2 separate regions of the Mus musculus genome follow, and region 2 is linked to region 1. Evidence: chromatin contacts called from public Micro-C data. All regions are on one chromosome and are shown on one strand. Each heading gives the region's core, a stretch centred on a gene start, on an enhancer-like site or on the middle of the called end of the contact. The rest is flanking DNA. Distances are from core to core; before and after follow the strand shown. Region 1 has its middle 24 kb from the start of A730036I17Rik. Region 2 holds the start of Sirpa (signal-regulatory protein alpha).

The links. A called contact is a pair of places that touch in the nucleus more often than the background predicts.
Region 2: a Micro-C map of embryonic stem cells shows a contact between it and region 1, with 4 times the contacts expected there. The contact joins two enhancer-like sites. A contact is called at or near these places in 1 of 484 Hi-C or Micro-C datasets (embryonic stem cells) and 1 of 115 datasets of contacts at active chromatin or transcription factors (bone marrow-derived macrophages).

What each region holds. Positions count from the first base shown.
Region 1 is chr2:129,239,389-129,247,219 of GRCm38.p6, reverse strand. No RefSeq gene overlaps it. Among named protein-coding and RNA genes, the nearest start is that of A730036I17Rik, 24 kb to the right of the region's middle. Within about 2 kb of position 3,174, at least 85 of the 459 cell types and tissues checked have an H3K27ac peak or open chromatin away from gene starts, as enhancers often do. A contact at or near this core is called in embryonic stem cells, where this site is marked.
Region 2 is chr2:129,585,150-129,592,980 of GRCm38.p6, reverse strand. It overlaps Sirpa (signal-regulatory protein alpha), which reads right to left and starts at 142. Exons shown (of 9, transcript NM_001355158.1): 1 at 1-142. Within about 2 kb of position 5,035, at least 82 of the 459 cell types and tissues checked have an H3K27ac peak or open chromatin away from gene starts, as enhancers often do. A contact at or near this core is called in embryonic stem cells, where this site is marked.

The DNA of each region.
Region 1 (7,831 bases), core at 1,925-4,424:
CACAACTGGCAGAGGGCACAGGAGCGGTTACGTCTCGTGTTTGAGAGACGTGTGAGGCCCATGTGAAGGCTCTAACCAGGGGGAGAGGGGTGTGGGCATCAGTTCTACTGAGATCTAGACAGGGGATAATTTGAGCGCCCGAGCAAGGGGACCTCCTCAACAAGCACCCACAACTTTCCTCACTGCAACCTTCAAGACCTGGGAACCAGGCTGAAGACGCGGTCCTATGGTAGAAACCTTAAGGGTGTGTACGGTCCTGGGTGTGATTTCCAGAACCTCACAAACACAACACAAAGCAACTGGGGGGTTGGGGGGGGCCGGGAGTGAATATAGAGATACACAGGTTGGGACCCAAGTCAGACAAACACAGGCTAGAGCAGAGAAACTCGGAGGACATGGAAACGTCAAGTCCTACACAGAGGTCACTGTAGTGAGACAGAATCGTGGAGCATTCGCCTCATGCCCAGCCTGGGCTAGGAGCTGAGTCAAAACTGAATCACAGCATTACCCGTCATCCTTCTGTCCACAGTCCATGAAGGCTGTCTACCACTGCCCTGGTAGTGAACTGAAAGGTTTTCCAGGGCCAACGCTGCACCAGGCGGGAATGCATGGGTGTGACCTCCCTATTCTGCCCCCTGGGGCAGAAGTGGTAATTTACTGTGAGTCTCTGACTTCTGGAGAAGCAGCCCCTGTAAAAGGCCAGGGCTTTTTACATCCTTCCTTGTATCTGAATAATGACATGGAGACCTGATATATTTATTAATAATCTTAAAGCATCACACCTGGACAGATACTCATCTATTTCAACCTGGCTATGCTGCCAGCCATGTGCCCCGTGCCTGCCATCTTAGTTTTGCCCTGGCAGGTCCTGCTCCACCCATGTCCTTATATTGATTCTCTCCTGGCCACCTCCCCTGGCCATTCTCTACCCAGGACCCCTCACTGAAATCAGAAGCCCCACCTTAACTCCCCCCCCCCCCCAGCTATAGGATGATTGGCTCTCTATTAAGCAATCAGAGGTGGAGAAGAACAATGTTTTACAAAACAATAGTCAGAAAATGCTTCATAATAATGACAATACTAAAATCCCTTGACATCCTGATCTCCAGATATGGAAATCAACATTCGAATACACCGACAACCCCCCCCATAGACCCCTCGCTGTGCCCACCCCACCCCCTTGTGCAAAAGGACTAATCTAGGTAGTACGCCCAACTACTTAAAAATAAGATTCTCTCTTCTAGACAGGTGCTACCTACTCACGAGGAGCTAGCTAGCTATTTCAGTGTCACTGGGTGGGGTGGGGTGGCTGGGGTGTTCTGTCACCTGCTCACCTTCTCTAGCATTCCAGACACTTCCTGCTCTGGACTCTCCACGTCCTGATTAGTCAAATTAGTTCCTGGCTGGCTGCCCATCCAGGGGCCTCATCAGGCAGGCTCCTGCAGTCTCGCTCAGCGGCTCTTCTACTTTGAGTGTTGAAAGGTGAGAGTTAGCTGTAGTACTACTCATAAACTGGGAAGACTCAGGTCAGGACAGATGTGGGAGTTGCTGGTCTGTCATCCCTAATCTGAAACACAGCTGCCAGACATGCCTCAGAAGCCCATGTTTTCTAAGTGTGAGAGTAATATGATTTACTGTATGTATGCAATCATACCCTTGGCGGGACCCAGAACAACAGCCACTGTAGTCAATGGATGGATGAATACTCACCCACTACGCGAATATAGAAAGGAAAAACAAATAAACAAACAAAACAAAACAAAACAAAAAAAAACCTCGGGCTGAAGAGATGGCTCAGCAGTTCTGCTCTACCAGAGGTCCTGGGTTCAGTTCCCAGCAACCACATAGCAGCTCACAAACATCTGTAATGGGATCCTTCTAGTGTGTCTGAAGACAGAAACAGTGCACTCACATATATAAAATAAATAAATAAATAAATCTTTAATTAAAAAAAAAAAAAAAAACCAACTAATGTAGATAGATGGCGGCCGGTCAGAGCTTGCCGCTGAACTAAGGGATCTTGTATCCGCGTCCTTGACAGCTAGACTCAGCAACAGGAAGATGGCTGGAGTGAAATGAAGAGAGGAGGTCCGAGAGCTGAGGATGGAGAAGCCTGGGATTAACGGGGAGGCGTGGAGTCAAAGCAGAAGCCCACAGAGGAAGCTCTGGGGGATCAGGCAGGAAGCCAGGAGAAGAACTGGAGAAATGCTGAGCCGAGCCCCAGAGCAGGGACGAACCCTGCAGAGCAGCCAAGTGGAAGTCTCAGATGTCATTGGTAGCAGTGGGACTCTGGGCGGGGTAAGGGGTCAAGGGACGCAGCTCCGTGGAAAAGCTTCCCTTGCTGGAGCCTCCGCCAAGAAAGAGAACCAGGACTCTTAGAGAGCAGCCAAGAGGCTAAAAGAAGGACTTCCAAACAGAAGTGTTACAAGAGGTGCCGGAGAGACGGCTCAGTGGTTAACAATATGTACTGCTCTTCCAGAGGAGCCCAGGGCAGGAAGGAGTTCAGTATTCAGTACCTGTAGTGGGTGGCTCACCGCCTGTAACGCCAGCTTCGGGGGAATCCAACGCCCTCTTCTGGCTTCCTCGGGCACCTGCACTCACATGCACAGTGCCCAGCAGACACACACACACAGCTTGTGCGTGTGCGCAGTCTCCTTATGGACACATGTGTACACACACCATGTCCCACACTATTACAGTGGCACACGGAATGATGATTTTAGAGAAACGGAATAAGAAGCATCCCTGCTTTCAACACACAAGGCCCTGTGTCGGGAACCCCTGGCCATGCTGCTCCCTCACCCCACCGAATGTTTCCTCCAGGAGGTTTTTTTTTTTCTTTTTTTCTTTTTTTTTTTTTGGTGCCCAGGCAGAGCAACTTCTGAGAAGTCGCCTCTTCCAACTACTCAGATGCCAAGGTCTGAATGTATGTGACACAGGACACACCAGGAAGGGAGCAGGAACAATTAACAATAGTTGCCTGCCACCTCGGGACTATGAATTAGTGAATTATTCTCGGTCCCGTGTGGTTTTGATGTTGACTTCATCCGCCTTCACTCTCTCTTCAACAAAGCAGGCTAAATTAATTTTTAAAGAGGATGTGCTAGAGAGGCAAGAGGGTGACAGCCCCGCCCGGGGACAGTTGACAAGTTTCTCAAATTCACAGGAAGCTACAGGCAGGCAGCACCACAGTGGCGCCTGCCTGTCACAGCCTCAAAGGACCTGCAAGGGCTCCTCCGGGTTCTGGCAGCCCACACTAAGCCCTGAGAAGAGAGAGATTCTAGGTCGGCGGGAGAGTGACCTAATTAAACACACAAGCTTATTCTTAGACCAGGAGGCCCAGTTAAGGCCCCTGGGTGGCCCAGCCGGGAGGCACAGGCCTAGAAGTGACCGCTCAAGACTTTTAAATGGCAATTGCTTGTTTGTGATGACTGAAGTACTACACACTCATAGCAGGACAATTGCAAAACTTTGTAAATGCAGAGACAAACAGGTTAGCCCGAAAACCGGAAGGTTGGGCTTGTTTTTCCTTGTCTTGTTTTGTTTGTTTGGTGGTTGGTTGGTTGGTTGGTTGGTTTCCCCACCTCTCACCCCCCCCCCCCCCCCCGTTGTTGTTGATTGATTGTTTTCAAGTTTTGTTTGGTTTTGAGATAGAGTCTAACTACATAGCCCTAGTTGACCTATGTAGATCAGGCTGGCTAAGACCCATGGAGATCTGCCTATCTCTGTTTCCCAAAAGCTGGGAGTATAGGTGTGCATCACCATGCCTGGCAGAAATCCCCTGGTCTTTTTTATACTTATGTATGTACCTGATAACCGAGGTGAAATACTTGCTCACATAATGTAAGTTTTAAAAAAACAAGAAAACTATGAGCTTGCATGGCCCCTAACCTGCTACATAAGTTCAGCCTGGCACATGTCTGTAGCTCCTTGTCATGGTTATCTCTCATGGTTATGGAAACATCTGCCCTGTGTCATTACACAGCTAGCTATTTCATTTGTGTGTGAGGGGAGGGCATGTGATAGGTGTGCATATGTGCAAGTTCCTGTGCTCGTGTGACTCAAGACATATACACATGCCTCCCATTTCCCCACAGGAGCACCGGCATTACTAACATGTACTACGATACCTGGCTTCCTTCCCTATAGGGGTCCTGGGGTGCTAAGTGCAGGCCCACACTTGTATGGCACAACAGGCCATCTCCCCAGCTCAGTAACTTGACTTTTAATGACTTCAAATGTCTACCATACAGAGTGATGTATGCAATATTTCCTTGTGATGGGGCGTGTAGGGTTTTTTGGTTATTGTTTTTTTGTTTTTTGTTTTCCAAATAACTCAGTGAATTTCCTCATCTTTATGCTGGATTTTAGAAGTAAGATGTTACTTAGGACTCTGTTACAGGTTGCAAAATGACACCTGACATCACCACTAGTAAAGTCAGGGGAGCCACTGTGCTTGTGACACATCCCGATTCTTGTAATAACAGTCAGAGTTTTGTTTTAACCAGCTAGTGTTAGATCCAGCTCAAACCGGATCAAACCTGGAGGCTGCTGTGGAGCAGGTGACGTCATCCTGGATCCATGCAGGACTTTGTGACCAAGCCTAACCCAGCACCCTTTCCCAATCTTTGTCAGCTTTCATGAGGTGAGGCTGTAGAGACAACCCCAGAATTTGGGGGGATTAGTGCAAGTAAAATATCATGGTCAGTTACTTAAGATGTGAAATCAACTGTGACTTTTGTTTTTGTCTTATCCTGAGGGTCATGTTGAAGAAACAGCCCAGGCCCTAGCTCCTGCCTCAAGGTCATGGGTTAATGACATAAGTAGAAAACCACATTGGTGCTTAAGGTTTGATTGGGAAGTGGTATGCATCACTCTGCTCTCTTCCCATCGGCCCAAAGAGGTCATGTGGTCAGCCAAGCCAATGAGAGGAAAGAATTCAGCTTTCCCTCAGAAAGGGGTGGGGGCATTCAGAATGTCCTCACAGAGGGGTCAGTCACAGCCAGGAAGAATGCAACCCCCACAGAGATGGGCAGTCAGACCTCGGTCACACCCTGGTACTAAATCTGACACCAGGGATGTTGGCCACCAGAGTCTCTTTTCCTTCTAGAAAATACCTCGCCCTGGATGCCTTCCCCAGTGAGGGTGTTACTCAGGTGTCCCTCTGCGCAAAAGCAAAAAAAAAAAAAAAAAAAAAAAAAAAAAAGCCTCAAGCCAGAGATGGTGTGCACACCTGTAATCCCAACATTTGAGAGGCTGAGGTAAGAGGCTGTGAGGGCAAAGAAACAGAAAACACATGTGTGTATGTGTATGTGTGTGTTTATGAACACACATTAGTAAGGAGCTCCATTTAAAAGTAATAAGGCATTGCTAGGTTACTTAAAAGAGTAAAGCCATGTGTGTAACCAGCCACCTTCATGTTTCATTTTGCTTTGCTTTTGGTTTTCAGTTCTGGGTAATGAACTGGAGGCCTTGAGGAGTCTGGACTCCACCACAGCTTTATGACCATGTCTGTCTGTCTGTCTGTCTGTCTGTCTGTCTGTCTTGTTTTCAAGGGTAGAATATTTCCCAAGAGATCAAAACAAAACCTCTGGTGACCACAGTCATTTTGGGGGCACGAAAAGCAATGCCTGAAGGTGGGGGAGGGGCTTGCTTGTCATCTGTCTCCTAGCTTCTGGCTTGTGTGTATTACGTTCTCCCTCCTCTGGATTTTCTTTTCATTGAAATTCTTCCCTTGTCCCTTCTCTCTGACTCAGGCTCTCACGTGGCCTCCCCACTCTGTTCTTCCTTCCTTCAGGGATCCCTTATTGGCACATGTCCTGACCCCCAGACCTAGAGTTTGGGAAAACAGAGTTTTCAGAAAGCACTGGGGGTGGGGTGGGGGTAGGGGAACAAGAACAAACATCAACAATTACAAAGCAAAAACCAAAGGGTTCACACACCAACAGAGGCGGCCCCTGTAGTGAATGGCAAATGATCCACTCGCTACCTCCAGATAAGCCCTGCCTGAGTGGGGCAAGATGGAAAGATCATGAGTCAGGAGTCCCACCCTGACAAGGAGAAGCAAAGACGGTAAACAAGAGAGCAAGGTGACAAAGGCAGTCTGGCTGGCTGAAGTCCAAGGCCAGTGGTCCCCCAAGTCAGGGCAATCTACAGATGCCGACATTCCATGCAGAGATCCCCTCCTCCGTCCCCCACACATCCCACTCCTGTTCCCAGTCTTCCGAGCCTCTTTGCCCTTCACGCTGTGTGGGCAGTTCCCTTTGCAAAAATGGAAAGGCCTGGGATTTGCCATCTGGGTGCAAAGTACAGAGACAGCACTAATGGGAAGGCACAGAAGTGGAAGCCAGAGATAGCAGCCTGAGGACACAGGCTCCAAGGAGAGAGTGGGATCCCCAGAAAGGGCTGGCAATGGCTAGAAGGCGTCAGATTTGGAATTCAGACAAACTTGTGTCTAAGTAAGCTACAGCTTGATGTGCGTTCAGGATCTCCAAAGATCCCATGTGTTAGTCACCACCAGCCTATCCGTCAATCAAGGAACCAAAGGAGACCATGTCCTTTAAGAGGCCACTGGTACCCCAGCCCTTTTCTCTTCCTCTCTTTGGCTTGACTAAGGAATGCACAATTTTGCTCCACTGTGAACTTCCTGCCATTATGTCTCACTTTGCAGCAAACCCAAAAGCAATGAATCCAACCAGCCATGGGCTGAACCCTCCAAACCATGAGCCAAAATAGACCTTTCTTCTCTGTGAATTTTATCTCAGGAATTTTGTTACAGTGGCAGAAAACTGACTAAGTCAGTAAGACTTGGAGCCCACGGTGGTCAGCAAGGCATGAGCACAGGGGTTCAAACAGAAAGGCTTTGCACGGATGCTGGAGGGGCTGCAGAGCACCACTGATAATGTGCTGTGGGGATTGTTAGAAGACACTCGAGTGCTTGGAACCCTTCTGCCCACTCTGTCCAGACTACATAAGCCCTAAGGAAAAGTGCATTTGCAGAAGGCACGGTCACTGAGGCACTGACTGGAGCATCTTGCTAGATTTCCTGATTAAACTCTCGGTGCAGAGAGACAAGTTCAGACAGACTACCTCAAATGCCCAGGCCCCTTGATCCAAAGGTTAATATGACATCCTCAGGATCCCGAGGAACAAAGAAAACATGATTAAGTAGTATGATGACATACATTGTAAGCAAAGTCAGGAGTCTTGGCACACACCTGTAACCCCAGCATTCAGGAAGCTGAGGCAGAAAGATTTGTGAGTCTGAGGACAGCATGAACTAAATATCAAGACCCTGTCTCAAAAAGAAAAGTGTGTGATGTGTATGTGTGTGTATGTGTGTGTGTACATCCAGTATAGTAACTTATAATTGTTAAAGTTGTTGGTGCATACCTGTTATTCCAGCAGGGTTTGAGGCAGGAGGATTGTCATGAGTTCGAGGTCATCTTAAGCACATAGTAAGTTCCAGGCCAGGCTGGACTATGGTGTCAGATCTTATCTATGTGTGGGTGAGTAAATAAAGAAAGTCAAGGAACACCCTAGAACTAACGACAAAAGGCTTGTTACAACCTGCAGGGAAGGGGACTTTGCGTCTTATGTCACATGTAAAGTTTTCTAAATATGCAGTTTCTAAAAGAAGATCAGTAAATAAAGACAAACGAACAAGTGGCTCTCAGTTGTATTAAAAAAAAAAAAAACAAAACTCAGAGAATTGCAAATTAAAGCCAGAGACATCAATTTTCACCTATGAGATTGGGGAGAAGTCATCGAGTAGAAAACACACTCTGGTGATACATGAGGAGGTGGGCCTTCCTATTGTAGAAGTGTAAAT
Region 2 (7,831 bases), core at 3,786-6,285, 340 kb before region 1:
GAGGTCGGCGCGGCGGGCTGGCTACTTGGTCCTCTTAAGGTGGACTGGGGAAGTGGCGGCCGATCGCCCCCTGGTCTCGGCCTCTCACCCGGCCAGTCCTTAGACTCCAGTGGGCAAGAGGCTGCCCGCGGCAGGGGAGCTTGCAAGGGTGGAGAGTGGAGGGGGCGGGGAGGTTTGCTTTCTGCCCCTCCCCGAGAGGCCCTGCTTGTGTGTCCCAAAGCCGAAGGTCGGCCTCCGGGTGGGCGTGAGTCCTAGGGGCCCAAATCTTTCCTAGCTGGCCCCGAGGTATAGCAAAAGCAGGAAGTAAATGCAGGGGGAAGGGGGAGAGGAAGGAGAGAGTGATGGTACAAAAATAGCGTGTGTGTAGGAAGGACTTCAGTGCCTCTTGGTAAAGACGCGCTGGGGGAGAGGAGCAGCAAAAATGCTGTGGCAGGGAAAGGAGAGGGGCAGGGCTGGGCCCTAGGGAGGAGACAGACCAGAGGCCTTCTATCAGGGAGAATAGATTGGAGGTGGAGAGGGCCCAGGCAGCACTGTACTAGGAGAGACCTGGGCTGCAAAATAGTTACCCTAATGAGGAAGAGGAGGGACAGGAGAGCCTATCCCAAAGGACAGAGCCTCTGGATGCAAAATGTACCCTAGCTCTGGATTTCCATGAGCTAGGTCAGGTGCTTGGTTAATCGGCAGAAGGCTGGGCACCAAGGCAGGGAAGAGGAATCAAGACCCTCTCTTATTAACTGGAGAGTTTCTGAGTTGGAAGTTCAGAGATAGCAAATTTTGCTTCTCACAATGGTGGTTGAGGGACATAATGAAGCAAGACAGGCCCTACTGGCCCATCCTCTCAATAAAGAGGATGTTTAGGGGCAGAGGAGTGGAGGATGATTGCCTAATGATGTAGAAAGCCCCTTATGCAATGGTGCGCGCGCACGCACACACACACCACAGAGTCCTCTGCACCCATGACCAAAAGCCTGGGAGATTTTTTAGTTTTTTTTCTTTCTTTTCTTCTTTTATTGTTTGTTTGTTTGTTTGTTTTTGAGAGGCAGGAAGGGTGCATCTGTTGAACCCAGGACCCAGCTTCCAAGCCTTAGATCGTTCCTCCTGGTCTAAGAAGCTGCAGTCTTGGAGAAAGACCTTGTTTCTGTGTCTCTGCTCTTTTTAAAGCAGACCAGGCCAACATAAGCAGCGACCCAGAACTGCCACTGGGAGAGTTACATGAGCTGATATTTGCACTGCATTTTAAGAAGAGCCTACCATGTACCAAGGGCAAGGACAGTGTTTGAGAAGTGTTTGGCAGCAGCAATCCTTAAGGGACCATGGGGCAGCCCTAGCAGGAAGATTAGTTGTATTTCTTTGGACCTAGGGGATTACAAGAACTCACTTGCAGACTGGGAGAAGGTGCAGGGGAAGACAAGAATGAACAGAGGAGGTCTTGTAGGGAGTGTAGGTTACAAGTGCACATGTGTGTCAGCTTGGTTAGGTAAGGGCAACAGTATGTGGCTAGCACGTCGGGAGGGTGGTCCAGAAGCCCAAGAGAATTGGTTCTGCAAATAGGAACCCCTGTAGGCAAGATTCAAGTAGGGCCTACCATGCTTGATTGTTACACTCAAAGGGTCACTATAGTTGGAATAAGAGGTGGCTGAAGGGAAGAGAATACGGAGTTCGGGGGCCTGGGCAAGAAAGAAAACTTGGTTCTAGCATCTGAGCTGAGCTGCAGTGTCTCCAGCTCTTTAAATTGTGTCTGATAGGACCATGGTGTCCACTAAAGCCTTGTGAAAACCCTCCTCCAAAATTAGCTGGGTGTGGTGGCACACGCCTAAGCCCAGTACTTGGGAGGCAGAGGCAGGCAGATTTCTGAGTTCGAGGCCAGCCTGGTCTACAAAGTGAGTTCCAGGACAGCCAGGGCTATACAGAGAAACCCTGTCTCAAAAAAAAAAAAAAAAAAAAAGCCAACTGCTGGAGTCAGAGATGATGCAGCCTCCTGCCCTATGCTGCTCATCTGTTCTGGGGCAAGCACACACAAACACCGACCTGCCTGGGATTAGGAACTGGGAGATTAGGAGGAATAATAATTGTACTACCTGCTGTTTATATATAGCATCTTTGGCAAAGGCGCTCAGCAGAGCTTCCAAACTACCCTCTTTACTCTCACATCTGAGTGTGGGGGAGTTGACATTTGTCCACATAAAAGTCACTTGTGTTCACCCATCCGTTGCTGTGAGTCCCCTGAGATTTGTGGACAAATGTGTAAAACTAAAGGGGCAAGGTACAGCCTGCCTGGGGTCGCACACAGATTATGACAGATAATTGATACGAATCAGCCATCACAACAGCCAGTCTGGGTGCTTTAATCCAGATGTTATTCGTTCACGGTCCCTGCACTTACCAGCATGCATTGAGTGTCTACTGTGTGCTTGGCAGTGCACTGAGCAGTCGAGATGTGGCAGCTGGGAAGAACAAACCAGGTCCATGACGCTGTGCTCAAGGAGCTGACAGATTAACCCGTAATGCTTCACATGTCAGGTGGGTATCAGAGCTCCAGGGAGGGATGAATAGAGTCAGGCCAAGGGCCTGACCCATCAAGAGGGGCCGTGTAGTTACAAGATGGGAGATATGTGTACACTCTCACCTAGTACCCATTTCTTCCCTCCCTCCTGTCCATTCCTCACTCAGCAGCCAGGGAATCCTTTTATATGAGGCTATTTGGCTTAAACAATAAGGGGCTTTTTCTTCTTCTTCTTCTTCTTCCTTCTTTCTTCTTCTTCTTCTTCTTCTTCTTCTTCTTCTTCTTCTTCTTCTTCTTCTTCTTCTTCTTCCTCCTCTTCCTCCTCCTCCTCCTCCTTCTTCCTCCTCCTCCTTCTTTTTCTCCTCCTCCTTCTCCCCTACTAATGGCCAGGACATGATTGCAATCTCAGGAGGTTTTGACCTCTGTAAGGGCAACAAATGCATTTTTGGTATGTGCCAGGCCATAAGATCTATGCTTTCTCCTTGAGGCCCCAAACACCCCACCATGTTTCTAGATGCTGGGAACAAGGCCAGACAGACATTGACTTGACCAGGGCCACTCTGCCAGGCATGCTGGGGCCTGCAGAGTCACAGTACTACTGATGTAGCCTTGCCCATCCTTGCTCCTGATTCCCATAGCCCTGGGCTGGCATCAGCAGGCCAGCCTGCCTGGCTGCCTTTGTGTGGTATCTTCAGGAGGCTCAAGCTGCCAAGGACCTATTTTTACAGGGCAAGAGGAACCATTTACAGTTAGAGACCTCAGCTCTGAAGCCAGAACGATTAAAAATAAAAGTACCACAGACCCCGGGGGCAGCTTGGACCGCAGGCCGCCTGTCCTGGAGGGAAAGCCACTGAGCAGGCTGGAAGCAGAGAGTGAGCGATATGACTGCCTAGCTCTGATGTAGGCCACTTTGGGTCTCACAGCAGTCCCTTTCTGGGAGTGGCTGCTGTTAGTCCCATTTTGTAGCTATAAAAACAGAGGCTCAGAGGGGTCATGACTTGTGTAGGACACGTAGCTGTTCGGTCCCCAAGAAGTCAAGATTTGAACTTTGAATTCAATTCTTAAAAAAACAATAAAATACTTCTATTTGTTCAGCATCTGCTATGCTTTGCAGTTTTGTTCTTTTTTAATAAACAATTTCTTTATTTTTATTTCCTGTGCATATTCGCCTGTGTCTATGTCTGTGTGAAAGGTCATATCCTCTCAAACTGGAGTTAGAGGCAGTTATGAACTACCATGAGGGTACTGAGAATTGAACCCAGATCTTCTGGGAGAACAGCCAGTATCCTTGATTGATGAACCATCCCTCCAATCCCTGCAGTCTTGTTCTTGTGACATGGTCCTGCCATACCTGAGAGGAGTGCTAATTACTACATCATTTTACAGCAGGGAAAGACAAAGGTTGAAACCACCCCTTCTACTAGGCCTGTCAGAGTGGTCTTGCCAGAGTTCCCTGTTACCCAGCTTCTCCCCCAATGTCCTCATCCCAATTTAAATTTACCTTCTTAGTGTGTACGGTGGTATGTCTGCATTGTGACCTTTATCCCATTTCATCGTCTCTCTATGGGTTGGCTCAGCCCAGAGGCTCGGCAGTTGTCTCTGGGGACAGATCCAATGGCTCAAAGTTTAGCATACTGAGATTAGCCAAGGAGTAAGTTACCTCCAACTGGACTGTGTAGATTAGGGCAGTGATAGGGCCCTACCCAAAATGTTTCTTGTAAGGGTTAAATGAGTTCTTATTGGCTGTTGTTTTTCTTAAAACTGCAGCCTCAGGACTTTCAACAATAAGCAGTAGATAGAAAATTAGCATGTGTTAGGTTTATAAAGTACTCTGTCCCAGCTCACAGGTGAGGAGTCACAAGGACTCACACTGCAAGGCAGGTATCTCCCTACCAGCCTGTGCTGCGGCCACGGTGGGTGCTTGATAATCATCTCTTCTTTGGCCACAGCCCCCACACCTGTGATTTTCCAGTATGGGTGAACTTCAGATCCCCTAGAAAGATTGTTAGACATAGGTTCCAAAACCCCACCCCAACTTCAGGAGGTGCCAGGTAGTCTGAGAATCTGCATTCTTAACAGGGGTCCCAGGGAGCTGATGCGCCAAGTCTGGGGACCACACTTTGAACCAAGACACAAATGGTTTAGGAGCCTGGCCCCAGCTTTCCTGTAGATGGTCAGTTTGTTCTGGTCCTGTCTTCTTAGGGAAAGGCAGAGGTAAGGACACCGTCAGCCTATGAGAAGGCAACTGTGTTTCCAGGCTGGGGGTGGGGCGGGGGCGGGGCTATGACAGATCATTTACCACACCCCCAGGGAGCCATGAGGTAATTAGTGCTTTCCCAGGAAAATCAGAGACTGAACCACTCGCCAGGCAAGCAGACAGGCAGCTAAGCAAGCTCCCTAGCCCAGCTTGCTCACTCTCCCTCTAAGCTCATCAGGGGTGGGAAGCATTGTCAGGCCCTGAACAGTGTTCTCAGGCTCTGGGGATCTGGTTCTACCCAGAGCCAGCCCAGCTGTGCCGAGATGAGCCTTCCCCACAGCAAGCCCAGGCAGAACGTTCATTACATCTATGAATAACAAAAGACATGGGTTCCAAGGCTGAGTGCCTTGTTAAACACTTCTAATCTACGCATAGAAGCGCACAGAGAGCCCCAATCCACAATGAGTCCAGTATACTGACTCCTCCCTGAGACTCTTTCACCTGGACCCCTAGAAACAATCTTATCCCCACTCCACAGGTGGGAAAACTGAGGCAGAATGTAAGATGCTTGTCCAAGGAACACACACCACTTGAAAGCTCCAGGAAGCAGGCTTTAAAGTGAGCAGTGTGATCTCCCCTCCTCTGCAATACTGGGCTCTGTCCAGAGCTTGGGACCGTCCACAGCACCCTCTCTGGGTCTCCCTGCCCATTAAGATGACAGCTTAATGATATACACATCCTTCTGTGGTCCCAGTGCTGACCAAGCCTGTGATAGGTCAGGGCATGCAGGGTCTGAGGAAAGAAACAACAGATGTCACACAGCTCAGCTTCCATTGATGGCCCGCATAGCCTAGGGGTGGAGAGACCTTCATTTGTTTCTGGGTCTGCCCTCTCTAGCTGTGTGACCTTGAGGGACTGTAAGCCACGTTGAAATCCAGAATTATTGGAGTGGGGAGGAGGGGAGAGAGAGAGAGAGAGAGAGAGAGAGAGAGAACAAGATCACAAAAATCAGTAGAGTGTGACATGAGACACTTCAACCCCTTCTTCATTTTAGTTCTGGTCAAGGCATAGCTCAGGCATGGTGCCTTGGGGTCCCTTTACACATATCTTTTTCTTCCTCCTCACATGTAAGCCAATCTTCTTGGTTCTATCTTTATAATTCACACTACCCGCATCATACCCTGCTCTGACACCTGCCTTCCTCACATCCTCTCTGGCTCCTTTCTCCTTAAATTGTTCACCATGCTCTTCATAAACCACCCAGAAGCCTTCCTCGTCATATTTTGAAATGAAATCAGAAAGTCTTATCTTGTTCAAAAGGGTCTCACATGGTACACCATGCTTCTACATGATTCACCCAGAACATTCCTGCCTCAGGACCTCTGCACTTGCTGTCAGCTTTGACAACAATCCTCTCTCCCCAGTTATCTGCCTTGCTTGTTCTAACTCTTCCTGCTCTACTCAAATGCAGTCTCCTCAGGAATGCCCACCTCAGCCACACTATCTAAACTTGTGCTCTTGCTTTGCTCACCTGCTCCTCTTTTTTGGGGTGGGGGTGGGTGGGATGGGGTGTAATCATATTTCCTGGTAATTAATGTTCCATATTACAGGTTGAGGTGACTCTCCACTCATATTAAGGCTACACGTAGATTCCACCTTTATTCCCTTGTACCTGAGCTGAGCATACACACAGTAGAGCCTCAGGAAGTAGCCGATGACAGTAGATGATGGAGTTGAGCAGAAAGCAGAAGGCTCTGCCTGTAAGAGCACTGACCGCTTCTCAGAGGGGCTGAGACCCCTCCATCCTGAGGGAGGTTGGGCCTGGCTTGTCCAACTCCCACTACCTTCCCAGACAGGGAGTCCAAGCCTCCCTCTGGTGTCATTCTGTTTTAGGACTGGAGTATCAGTTCCTGCTACAGGACTTCCCTGAGTCTAAGGGAAAACCTGAGCAACACACACCACTTCCTCTCTGTCAGTTTCTGCTGAACATCGACAGTGGCCTTTGAGGAACAATAGCCACACGGGGCCTGTACAGTGCCACTGCCCTTGGAGTGGAAAGTCTCTGCTCCGAGAATACGTATACCAGCAAGAGCCTTTGTCATACTGGGTCAAGGCTGAACTCATCTGAGCCTACTCACCCAATGCACAACAGAGCTAGCAGGCTGTCTGCGGAGACAGGCTGCCTGGACAGACCACTGGGTTGGCAGCCAGACCAGACTATGAGTTTTTGGTACGATTCCCATCTCCACCTCTAGTTTCCGCTAGGCTCTCCACTCCTAACCTTCTGCCCCAACTGTCCGTCACACCTGAGATCCCGCTTTGGACCCCATCTGCTGCTGTGTTCGTCACAACAGAAGCAGGGCCTGTCCAGAGCAAGACAGGGTTGAGGGGAAGCTGAGCTGCTGAGGAGGAACTCACTACCTGCAATCAGCAATCGTAGCTCAGAGAAATCCTGAGAAATCCGAGGCCTGCCTGTGTTACTGCTGCCTCTGAGTTCCCAGGGTCTGACTAAACTGTTCCCCACCTCCCTGCCACTGTGTCACCACCCTGGAGTCTCCCAAGGGCCCAGTGTCAGCCACTGTACATGGTGGCTGTGGAATAATGAACAAATAGGAATGCCACTTGCAGGTGAAAAGAGTGGCTCTTTTGCCATCTGTCACTTAGAGGGCTTGTAGTCAATGCAGTGCAATTGTCCTGGGAGTGTGTGTGTGTGTGTGTGTGTGTGTGTGTGATTCTGAGTGTGTAGCTATGTCTCTAAGCTTATTTATATGTGTTCACAAATGAGTGTGGACACAAGTGTCTATTTACACATACCAAATGTGCCAGACCTGTCTTTGTGATTTTGCATGTCACTATGGGTTATGTGTCTGTATATGGTTGTTCTCATGTGTGTGAGAACTGTACACATATGCATCATGTGCTGCCTGTGACATCGGCATGCAGCATGCATGCCTTTCCTTGTCTGTGAATCTGCATGTCTGGGACATTCTTTGATGTATCTTGTTATGTGTGCTTCTACCTTCTTCCCCTACTAGGCTCTCCTGGGGGAAGCTGGGCTTCTCCTGTAGCATTTCTTCACTTAAGAGTTACCTGACTGGCTAAATCCAGACGTGGTCCACACCCCTCCTCCC